Linked DNA regions of Oryctolagus cuniculus: region 1 is linked to region 2. A link is a contact called in public Hi-C data. All regions are on one chromosome and are shown on one strand. Each heading gives the region's core, a stretch centred on a gene start, on an enhancer-like site or on the middle of the called end of the contact. The rest is flanking DNA. Distances are from core to core; before and after follow the strand shown.

Evidence for each region. Hi-C and Micro-C count contacts between places; a contact is called where the count stands out from the background.
Region 1: a Hi-C map of embryonic fibroblasts shows a contact between it and region 2, with 2.7 times the contacts expected there. The contact joins the promoter of RPL37A here to the enhancer-like site in region 2. A contact is called at or near these places in 5 of 6 Hi-C or Micro-C datasets (embryonic fibroblasts, liver, psoas muscle and 2 more).

Annotation. Positions count from the first base shown.
Region 1 is chr3:22,779,086-22,785,332 of mOryCun1.1, forward strand. It overlaps RPL37A (ribosomal protein L37a), which reads right to left and starts at 4,038. Exons shown (of 4, transcript XM_002712466.5): 1 at 3,912-4,038; 2 at 3,452-3,580; 3 at 2,900-2,982; 4 at 1,736-1,977. The coding sequence starts at 3,914. The coding sequence ends at 1,914.
Region 2 is chr3:22,634,574-22,640,566 of mOryCun1.1, forward strand. IGFBP2 (insulin like growth factor binding protein 2) reads right to left here. Exons shown (of 4, transcript XM_002712467.5): 2 at 1,840-2,069; 3 at 610-750. Among named protein-coding and RNA genes, the nearest start is that of IGFBP2, 21 kb to the right of the region's middle. Within about 2 kb of position 4,653, at least 1 of the 8 cell types and tissues checked has an H3K27ac peak or open chromatin away from gene starts, as enhancers often do.

The sequences.
Region 1 (6,247 bases), core at 2,788-5,287, 140 kb after region 2:
TTCTCTCTTTCTCACTGTCTAACTCTACCTGTCAAAAAAAAAAAAAAAAAAAAAAAAGAAGATATGAACTCAGCTCTAGAAATGTCAAAGATTACCATGGGGTTGGCATAGCAAGTTAAGTCACAACCTGTAAAGCCAGCATTCCATGAGTACTGATTAAAGTTATTCGACTTCTCATCTAGCTCCCTGCTAAAACTCCTGGGAAAAGCACAAGTACTTGAGACCCTGCCACCCATGTGGGTGACCAGGATTGAGTTCCAAGCTCCAGGCTTCAGCCTGGCCCAGTTGCAGCCATTTGGGGAGTGAACTAGTGGATGGAAGATCAATCCCTAATTTTACTTTTCAAATAAATAAATCTTTAAAAAAAAAAAAAAAAGAATGCTGTGAAACTCCCAATTTGATGATTGTGGCAAAAAATACATATATACTCAATTAGGGTAACCAAGGGGCGGTTAACAAAAGGGCTACATACAACACCGTAAAGGAGAGAAATCAAGAGAAGCTCTCCAGGATGAGTGGGAGACTTATCCACTAGCCTGAGCCACAAGTGGAGTAGGGTTACTAGGCCTCAGAAAGTACACTGATGGAGCAGTAGCCTCCTTTTAAGTCTACCCACAGCTACTCTCAATGACCCCCCTCTTTCTCATCTGCCAGAACTATTGGTTATCTCCAATTTACTGCACCCACCGAGAAGTCGCAGGTCAAGGGAAACAATGGTTACAGTCTACACAAGGCAGATAATCCAGGGCTGGTGGTAAAGGTGACTACCTTTCATGTCTGCTAGCTCAGTGATACAATGGGCCCACAACAATCAAGAATGTTTTAAGATTTCCATATAAACAGGCTAACCAGCTAAGCTGCAGCACTAGCCCCTCCATGAGCCTTTTGAAGATCCCCTGGACACTCTACCACCAGCCATTGCACAAACTACACAAATATCCAGGCAGTTTTGCCAAGAAGTTGGTGGCTTTTAGATTTATTTGAAAGTCAGAGCTAGAGAGGTAACAGGGAGATCTTCCATCCACAGATTCACTCCACAAATGGCTGCAATGGCTGGAGCTGGTACTCTGCCTTTCAAATAAATAAGTCTGGCTATCTGCTTGTGGTGATGTCTGCAACAGATTAAGTGCTGGACAATGTTTGCAAGGGCCTTTGTATAATCTAAAATCAGTAACGGGCAGATAGGGGACAGCCCACAAGGAGCCAAAGGTTTTTATATAACCCCTAATGGTAAAGGAAACCTGTTTGTATTAACTTGCCTTTTTTGGTGTGGATAAAGCACAGACATTGACATTGCTGACCCTAAGTCCAGATCACAAATGTGTACATAAGCATGGTTGAGAAAAGCTTAACAGGCAAATCAGAATTAGTGAACTGAATAAAAAGTGCCTAAAAAAGGATGTAACTTTAACCAATTAATCCCTCCAAAGAATTTCATTTAAGTAGCCATCTATATTAAATTGAATTTCTATCCTGTTAATCTTTATGTGCAAAATATGCTGTAAAATTCCAATTATCTGTTTTCTGAAGATGACAAAACAGCGCTATGGCCTATTGGGTAAAGCCATCACCTGAAGCACTGGCACCCCACATGGGCACCGGTTCGAGTCCCAGCTGCTCCACTTAGACCTCTCTGTATATAACTCAAATAAATAAACCAATCTTACAAATCATCTCAAAAGTCAACCTAGCAAGAACAGAATGATAAGAAAGCCCAAGACACACACCTAACCTGTAAGGCTCATATATTCTCATGGCTTTATTGTCTCCACTGACTTTTGAAAAGATTGGATTGTAACCCACATCAGCACTAACACAATGTAAATCACATCATTTGATTAAAACAACCAAGGCGATTTTGTTATATAAATTAACCCATTTATTATAGGCTGCTGATGTCTCATATGGCACCTCTACTGGTCTTTCAATTCTTTCAGTCTTCTGATCGCAGACTTCACTGTGACGGCAGAAGTGGTGCTGTTAAGACAAATCCAGTTTCCAACATAATTAATCATGTTAATGTAAAACGGCAAATAAGCAAACCTGCCCCATCTTAATGTTACAAGCTTGTATTAGGATCTCTGAAAACTTCTCCTAAAAGAAAAATTATACCAAGATACAGATTGCTCTATTGACAATTTGATGTAATTAAGCCAAACATTTAATTGCAGTTATTATTCAGGAGCAGGTGTTTGGCCAAGTGGTGAAGCACCCCTTTGGGGACACCACATTCCATTATCACAGCACCTGGACTCAAGTTGTTGGGACCCTGCCCTCCACACAGGAAACCGGGATTGAGTTCCCAGCTCCTGGTTTTTGCCTGGTCCAGATCTGGCCGTTACCAGCATCTGGGGAGTGATCTACCAGTGGGCGCCAGATTTCTGCTTGTCGGTGCCTTTCTAAAGCGAGTAAGATAAAGTGGGTCTGGGAACTGGGTAAGGGAAGCCTCAGACCCCTAGACTTCAAGTCAGCTGACACTTCTAAGAGGCCTTCAATTTCTAGAAATGGGCAAGCTTAAGAGTCAAAACAGTGACAACCAGCAGACACGGAGGCGGCCTCATCTGAGTGATGTCACTCGGCTGTCAGGTCACAAAGCTGAAGAGGTCCCCACAACACAAAGGTGTGGGGACCCCAACGGCCTCAAGTTCCTAATTACAGCTTTTAAACCAATTCCCAGCGCAAGCCAAGGTTCAGTAAAGATTCAGCCCCACAACGGACCATGACCCCAATGCCGGGTTTTGTTAGAGTAACTGAAAATAACCTGAAATTCTAAAAGCCCCTAAGACACTAAAGGCATCCCCACTTTCTCAGTCCTGTGCAAGTTAAAGTGGCCCACCCAGCCAATCCCGACACCGCCCCTTCGTGGCCCATATTATCCCAACGCCAGAAACGGACTCACTTGTATGTCCAGGCACCACCAGCCACTGTTTTCATGCAGGAGCCACAGTGCCAGATCCCCACGGCTCGTCTCTTCATCTTGGTCTACTCGGGGAGAAGTAATTGTCACCGTCAATCAAGCCTTCGAGGCTTTCGGGAGCCCCAACCTCCAGAGACAACCCAACCTCGTGCTGTTTTACGCGGGTATGGTAAGCTCCCAAACCCCTTTAGCTCACCAGTGCGAAACTTGCAATCCTAGTGAATCAAAGACCCCTCCCCGAAACCACTGACTGCTACGAGGCAGCACTCGCGCCCACAGCGAGCCTCCACTTACTCAACACGCAGGATGCCCTTCAGATCCACGCACAGACCTCTGGGGCTTGGCACCCACCCGACAACACCGATTCACTTCCCAAACATGTTTGGGGCGCAAGGCTATCCTTTTTCCCCCTCTAAATGAGACACTCTCACAACTGACAGTCATCCGCACCCGCAATTCTAACCGCTCACCGTTCCCAAGCTGCCTCCGGCGGAGGCCGCCCCCTGCCCCCCGCCCCCCGAGAGACCCCCTTACTTTGCCGCAGAAGGAGCAAGTGTACTTGGCATGCTGGCTGATCTCAATCTTCTTCACCATCTTCCGGAGGGAGGCGCCATAGCGGGTCCCGTATTTACCCACGATCCCGACCTTCTTGGTGCGTTTCGCCTGTTCAAAGTGAGGAGCCAGACAAACCAGCGACATTCAGGGGTGCGATCCAGGTTCCAGCACCCCCACACAACGCCCCTCCACCTCAACCCCGCCATGACCTGGACTGCCGCACATCAACCTGGTAAAACCAGCGCCCAGTGCCGGCCCCATATTAATCCGGCCTGGGTGGCCCCGGCCGCCCCCGCCCCTTCGCCTGGGACAGCACCCCCGGACTCCGGGGAGGGCATGGGACAGGGCAGACCAGCAGAGGCCAATGAGGGCGAAAGAGCCCAGCAAGGAGCAGATGCCGGGGGATAGCGATCCAGGCCGCAAGAGACAGGATTCTCACCATAGCGCCGCCACCTAGGTCCAAGCCCAGAGAGGAAGAGAAGTCGCGCGCAGGCGCGATTTTAGGCCGGCAAGCGGAAGTGGCGCGGGGAGGCCTATCTAGGAACCGATCTCTATGGTCTGGAGGTTTCCCCGCTGCCTGCCGGGAAATGTTTGGCGTAGCCGCCCCGCTTCAAAAACTGTAGCGACGGGGAACCCAAGCGGGCAGCGCAGCCACATTGTGTTGCGCTTACCTCAAAATCTTGCCGAGCAGTACCATTTTCTTCATTTTGAGGTCAAGGAACCGGAGTCAGATCTTAAGTGGCTTGCCTGCTGTCAGGTGGCTTAGAGAAGTGCTTAAATCTTAACATTTGTGACTCCAAATCTCATTGCTTTCCCCATGTCGTATCCTTTCTGGGAGCAGCTGCCCCTGTGCGGGATGCTGGCGTTAGTGGTGACAAGATCGGAACAAGTTGCAGGGCAGCCGGGAGACGGTCGTGTAACCGCATTCACGAGCTCCAAGTTTTCCAGGGAAAGGCAGGTGTCCCCTGGGCTTAACGGGGGAGGGCCTGCGGTTCGCTAAGCGAAGTCCCAGAGTCGAAGGCTGGGGAGGGGTCCACATCACGGTCAAGTTCCGTTTTGCAGCCGCTCTCTGGGGCCCCCGGTTCTCACCAGCTGCCCCCCACCCGCCCCCCGCATCACCCTAGGCTGTCAGGCAGGTTCCTGCTCCAGGCTCCACGCCAAGGGCTCGCCACACTCTATTGTCTAACCACAATCTATTGTCCACCCTTCCAGGGGCAGCAGAGGACAGCCAGGCTTCTTGCCAGGCAAATGACATCACAGCCACTCCTTGGGGGGTGGAGGGGTGGTAATTGGTAATCGGTTCCAGGACCTCCTTGGGTACCAAAGTCCGAGGATGGTGAAGTCCCTTCTATAAAATAGTGTAGTATTTGCACTCACCTATATACATCCTCTTGTGCACGTTACATCATCTCTGGGTGATTTATAACTCCCAGTACAATGTACGTGCTATGCAAATAGTCACGGGGGGAAACAAAGACTGCAGTGTTTCCTCTCTCAATATTTTCAGTCCGCGGTTGGTTGAGTCACAGAAGAGGAGTGCAGGGATTCAGAGAGCTGACTAGAAAGTTACCCTGCCAGATGGCTAGGACAGAAGAGAAGATGCTCAGAGAACTATTTCAGGGGCCAGCATTGTGGCCTAGTGGATTAAGCCACTGCTGCAATGCTGGCATCCCAGGTGGGCACCTGCTGGTGTCCTGGCTGCTCTGCTCTCTATCCAGCTCCCTGCTAATGCACCTGGGAAAACAGCAGAAAATGGCCCAAGTACTTAGATGAAACTCCTGGTTCCTGGCTTCAGCCTGGTCTAGCCCTGGCTGTTGAGGCCACTTGGGAAGTGAAGCAAAGGATGGAAGATCCCTCTCTGTGTAACTCTGCCTTTCAAATAAATAAATATATCTCTAAAAATAAAAAAGACTCTTAGAATAAGAGTGTACGAGAATCCATGATTTAAGGGCCAGGAAAGACCATGACGGCTGAAAGGCATTGTGGGAATACCTGGCTATGTTTTCAGTAGAATTCTGGCCACAAGTAGGTTCAGTTCACACAGCTTAAAATGAATTACCTCAAATAATTCTGCATGTGTTCTCTTGTGATGGTTAATTTTATAGCATCAGCTTGACTGGATTAAGGAGTGCCTAGAAACCTGGCAAAGCATTCTTTTGGATGCATTTGTGAGGGTGTTTTCAAATGAGATTAGCAGGTGGGTCAGAGTGGATTAGGTAGGAAGACCATCAGTTGCAGTTGGCTGGAGGTCTCAAAAGAATAAATACAGAAAGTGAATTGTGCTGGCTCCCTGCCCCACTCCCCCACCCCGCCACCCCCATCTGAGAAGGCTGGGACACACTGATTCCCACCTTGGACATCAGTTGCTGGTGTTTAGAATCCAGGGCTTGCAGCATCCGCCCCTTACTGGTCCCCTGGCTTTCAGCCTCCAGCTGAGAATTCCACCCTTGGCTTCCCTCGTTCCGAGGCCCTGGAACATGGACAGGACCATGCTGCCAGCATCCCAAGGTCTGCAGCCTGCTGGCAAGTGAGCGCTGCAGTCCATCCCGGTCTTCTTTTCTGTGGTTCCAGGAAGAGCCTCTGTACTTCGAGTGCTGCTGGGGCAATGAGTGGCCATACAATTTGTGTCATCACCAAAGGACAAAGGATTCCAGATGTGCAAGGGTTCAACTTCACAATGTTGCCACTTTATGATGGTGCAGAAGTCACACACATTTGCAGAAACCATACTTCACGGGTGATGCTGAGCCACATCTCCATCCTCCCTGCAATCAG
Region 2 (5,993 bases), core at 3,403-5,902:
CAGCTTCCTGCTGATATGGCCCTGGGAGGAAGTGGTGATGGCTCAAGTACTGGGTCCCTGCATCCTACATAGGAGGCCTGAATTGCACTCTTGGCTCCTGGCTCCAGCTTCATACAGCCCCATGTGAGCATTTGGAGAGTGAGCCAGCAGATAGAAGAATGTCTCTCTCGCCCCAAAAAAAATAAATCACTTTAAAAAGTAAAAGAAGAAAGAAAAAGGAAACTAGAGAGGCTACTTGGTAAATGGCTGAAATCCGTGATTCTGGAGTGTGGTCCATGGACCATCAGCATCTCATCGCCTGGGAGCTGTTGGAAATGCAAGCTCCTGGTCCCTATTCCACCTGTCAAAGGGCAGTCTCTGGGGCTGAGCCCACGAATCAGCTCTGCTAGCTGTCAATGCTCAGTACAAGTTGCTCTCCTCCAAACCTGCCGGCACTGCTCACAGGTGGCTGGGTAAGCAGAGTCAGCCTCTGACCCACCTGAGGCCAGGGAGGGGTGCCCCACCCTCCCTGTCACCACCACACCTGTGGTTACAGCAGCCTCTGAGTCTCCCACTTAGCTCTGGGAGGATCACAGGTGGGCGAGGCCTGGGGCTGGCAGCCACACTCACCTGTTTGAGGTTGTACAGGCCGTGCTTGTCACAGTTGGGGATCTGCAAGGCGTAGAGATTCTCCAGGGGGCCCCGATCATCAGGAAGGCGCATGGTGGAGATCCGCTCTAGAACTTGGTCCAATTCCTGCTGGCAGAGGGTCTGCGGGCACAGAGCATGTGGGAAGTGAGAACGAGGGGCCCACTCAGCCTGGCCTGGATGCAGCCCAGGTAAGAAAAGAGAGGTAAGGAAAGAGACTTTCCCATGGCCACACAGCTGGGAGCAGGGACACAAAGCCCAGTGACCTCCCTATCATGGCCAATCCTTGCTCAACCTACCCCCTAAAGAAAGGAACATGGATGATTTCAATTCTTGGTTTGTGATGGTGGCCTTGATGGGCCAAAATGGGCTCGGCATGGGCGAATACTGAATGCAGGTGGTTGTCTCCAGGGTACCTACAGACAACCATGGCCCAAAGCTCCCTTCCCTTCCCTAAACCCAAGGCTCAAGAAAGCAGAGTTGAGCAGGAGAAAGGAAATGGGCAGCTCAGTGAGGGCAGCACATCACAACAAGAGTGAGCAAGTTCCAGCAGGTTCCCCAGGATGCATGCTGTCCACCTATGTCCTAAGTACAGACAGAAATGTGTAGGTGTTAGAAGAAAGGAGTGGCCGGCGCCGCAGCTCACTAGGCTAATCCTCCGCCTTGCGGCGCCGGCACACCGGGTTCTAGTCCAGGTCGGGGCGCCGGATTCTGTCCCGGTTGCCCCTCTTCCAGGCCAGCTCTCTGCTGTGGCCAGGGAGTGCAGTGGAGGATGGCCCAAGTGCTTGGGTCCTGCACCCCATGGGAGACCAGGAGAAGCACCTGGCTCCTGCCTTCGGATCAGCACGGTGCGCTGGCCACAGCGCGCCGGCCACAGCGGCCATTGGAGGGTGAACCAACGGCAAAGGAAGACCTTTCTCTCTGTCTCTCTCTCTCTCTCTCTCTCACAGTCCACTCTGCCTGTCAAAAAAAAAATAATAATAATAATAAAAAAATAAAAAAAGAAGGAGGGAGCTTCCGTCAACCGTATATCTAGTCCATTTCACAGCCAGACATACTGACAGGCCCAAAGGCCACTGAATATGCCAGCACTAGAAAGAAGAGGGCTTTGTCGAGGTGACACAGGAAGCCACTCTCACGGGGATGTCCTCTGGCTTCCACGACACTCCCTTGTCATGCCCACCCACCCCAACGGAGCAAGACCCCACTGACCCTAGCAGACAGCGGCCACAGCTTCTTGGGCTCCTCCAGACCGAGGTGGTGCTTGCCACCTTTGCCCAGTTGCCGGTGTTGCTCAGCAATCTTCTCTCGGAACACGGCCAGCTCCTTCATGCCCGTCTTGAGGGCCTTCCGGCCCACACCAACCCCAACTCCCAACACATTCATGGTCCCGTCCACGTTGTTCTCTACCAGGGTGCCTTCAGAGTGGTCATCGGCGTTGTCTGCAGAGACAAGAGAGGAAGAGCTCCAGGTCTGGCTCCCCAGGGGCGTGGGCTCTCCAAGGACCCCCTGGAGCCCTACCAATGCCCAAGATGGCAATGCCCACCCACCCAGACCCACACTCAGGAATGCACGTGGATTATCAACTTCAGCTCCCCAGTACCTCTTAGGGAGGTGCTCTTAGCTCACAGAGGCCAATTACTTGACGAGGTCACCGATCTGCCAGGTAATGGATCCAGGACTTGAGCTCCAGAAAAGTGACAAGGGTGCTTCCATCCTGTCATTCTGCCCCCATCCTACAAGGCCTACAGGCTGAATGCACCTGGTGAGGCTCCTAACAAGGAATGGGATTAAGTCCTGTCTAGGGCTCCATCGAGCACTAACCCTCAGTTCAAGTTCTTCATCACTTTTGGTATGAAAGGTGCAGATTAGGTGAGTTTTTAAAAACTCATTCCCCAGAAATCACTGGGCTACCACAAGTCAGGTGAGGGAGTGAGAGGCAGGAAGCCACAAGGTCACCCAGACCCCACCGTCTCCAGCTCTCCCCTGCTGTCTCTCTTCACTTGCCAATCTTCCCCACAGCAGAGTTCCCACAGTGCTTTGTTCCTGGGTGCCAGGGTACCACCTCTTGGACTCTTACTTGCTTCCAAGTTCGTCTGTGAGTTCTGCCCCAACCCTATCACACGGAGCCCTGGAGACGGGAACTACAACTGCCTGCACTTGATCGTTTCAGCTTAACACAGGGTACGAAGCTTCATCAAGGGGGAAAGGAACAGAATCACGGTAGAGCTGTAACCGAGGAGATGAGTCCCAGGGAGCTCTGGAATCAAACAGTGCTGCCTTGGCCTCTGGGAGACACAGCAGAGCAGAGAGAGTCCTAGACTCCCAGCCCACCCCTCCCAGGGTCCACACCAACAGGCAGCCAGAGTCAGGTATCAAATCCAGCTACCAAGGATGCAAGCACCCTAACTTAATCGGCTAAAATGCCTGTTCCATTAAACTATTTCTACACAAGCATTCGAGGTTACTTGGTGGTCCCATAGGAATTCAGACCCAGCGTGGTGGGCTCCCATGGTCACACTCCAGGGTACTGAGAAGGTGGAAAGGCCCAGCCTTTACCTGTGCGACAGGAGCTATGACACCCTCTCTGGGTTGTTGTGAATTGTGTGGGGTTCATACACCGCTAAGGAAGAAAGCATTACTTCCATGCCAGGTACAGCACCGGGGACTGGTGCTACAGCAATATCTTCTGACCAGTGCATTTCCTGGCAGCCAGCAGCATCCAACAGGTGTGCCACACCCCTCGCCCTGGGCCTGACACCTGGTGAGCTCTCAGTAGCCACAGCAGCCTTGCTTCAGAGCCCAGCTCGGGGTCTTCGCAGAGCACTGAAGTTAAACCTCAGCTCTGTCCCTTTCTCTCTCAGTCGTGTTTCCCTGCACATAACTTCTCTGAGCCTCTGCTTCCTAACTGCGAGCTGTTAGACTTAAGAGTTCTCTGTGCATAGAACCATTCGGAGTAGGCTGTAGGTACATGTGACTAGGAACCCAGAAATTCTGTGTCCACCTGACTTCAGTGGCCTCAGGGATCTGCAACCTCGGCCACGTGGAACCGGACCAAAGGGAAACAAGTCTGTGAGCATTTGGAAGTTGAAAGATGCCTGAAGAACCCTGACAGTTCCCCAAAGTATTGCTCCAGCCAGGTTTCTGGCATCCAAGGCCACTGCATGATCAAATCAAGAAGATGAAAAGAGCAAGAAGGAGTGCACAGGGACAGTGACAAGAAGTGTGAAAGGGCAGAGAGGAAAGAAGACACTAAAACAAGCAGACACGGGGACTCTGGGGCCATTTCCTACTCAGCAAACAACTCTGCACCCATCCACGGTCCATGTGCCCTGAGCACCGCCACCATGGCACAGCCCCAAACAAGAACTGTATTGATGGACGGCGCTGTGGCTCAATAGGTTAATCCTCCGCCTTGCGGCGCCGGCACACCGGGTTCTAGTCCAGGTCGGGGTGCCGGATTCTGTCCCGGTTGCCCCTCTTCCAGGACAGCTCTCTGCTATGGCCTGGGAGTGCAGTGGAGGATGGCCCAAGTGCTTGGGCCCTGCACCCCATGGGAGACCAGGAAAAACACCTGGCTCCTGGCTTCAGATCAGCGCGATACACCGGCCGCAGCAGCCATTGGAGGGTGAACCAACAGCAAAAAGGAAGACCTTTCTCTCTGTCTCTCTCTCTCTCACTGTCCACTCTGCCTGTCAAAAAAATAAATAAATAAAATTAAAAAAAAATTTAAAAAGAACTGTATTGATGATGGTGACCTTGGGATCTCGGTGCAGCGTGGGGTTAAAACGCCAAGTATCCAGCATGAAATTTTTTTCTACCTGAAATTATTAAACTTCAGAAAAACCAAACTTGAGCCATTTATGAAATGCAGAAATCTTCTGAAATCTGGGAAATTCTTCTTTCTACAACAACTATTCCCCCGAGGGTGCTAAGCAGCCTGGGTTTTACAGTAAATGAAGCAAGAGCAGATTAAGTTCTAGTCCTGCAGGGGCAGGGGCAGGAAGATTTAGAGTTTGCCTCTGGGCTGGGCAGGAGACCTGTTCTACCACATCTAATCAGACCCAGCCACAGTGCCAAACCCTCCTCACACATCTGCCCCCCGCCCTCCCCCCCGCCACTCACTGAGGCCGGAAGCGTGCAGATCCAGGGGCCCCAGGAGAAGGGTGCAGCATTCCCTGCTCAGCTGCCTACCAGGGGCCCAGAAGAGGACACCGAATCGCCCTATATTGCCATGCAGATTTCCTCCATATGCTACGTCTGCACAAGGTCACCATCGTGCAACCGGGACCACCTGTGCAGTCAGCCTGTGACCTCTACAGAGACACTGGAGGTACAGGGCAGAGGCAGAAGGGAAAAGGCCTGGGAAGCTCCGAGGTGGATGAACCTGCAAAACAGACCCAAGGGGTCCAATGCCAGCAACCACCCACCTCCTTAAAACTGAACTTCGACGCCTCCTGCAGGTGCTGCCCAGCAGAGGCAGGCGCAGCCCTTCTCAGTCCTGTTGCCATTGCTGCATAGGCTTCTCCACACGTAGACCCGAGTGAGACGTTTCAAGCTCCCTACCCCACCCTCCCTGCCGACACTGGGAGCACAGGAGAACAGGTGGCTATAAGTCCTTTCCTGTGGTGAGCATTTGGCAGGGCGGTTAAGATGCTGCTTGGGGCACCTGCCTCCCATCCTGGAATGCCTGGTTTGAGCCCCAGGTCTGCTTCTGAATCCAGCTTCCTGCTGATGCTGGCTCTGGGAGACAGCAAGGGATGGCTCAAGTGGTTGGGGCCCTGCCCCCTGTGTGGGGGATCCAGACTGAGTTCCAGCTCCTGGTTTCAGCCTGAACCAGCCCTGGCCATTGCAGGCATTTGGAGAGTGAATCAGTAGATAGAAGATCTCCCCCTCTCTCTATCTCTATCTCTCTGTCTTTCGAATAAATAAAGTCCCTTCCTTCCCAGTTGCTTGGGGCCACAGAAGGTCTTTCCTTCCACCTTCCCAGCCACCTGGAAGCCAAATGAGAGAGACAAAATGGGAGCCTCTAACTTGCCTTCCCCCAAGCCCTTTGGACTTGAGCGAGCCCCTGGCTTCCCCTCTGCTTCTCCCTGACCACAGCAGCAGGAAAACCATCTGGAGACCTCCGTGCCACTTCCAGGGTTCACAAAATAATTAGAAAAAGGCAAGGTCCCTGGGGTCCTGCTGGCACAGCACGCTCACCTACAGCACTTCCAGAAGCTTCCACTCCGTGGGTTGGAGCCTGTAACACTCAGAGGCTCACCTGACTCTGCCCTTCAGGGAGGAGGCTTGCCTGCCTGCCCCAAGGCTTGGGTTAAGACAGCTGCTCTCCACCATGGCTGTCATCACAGGTTCTCTGGTTT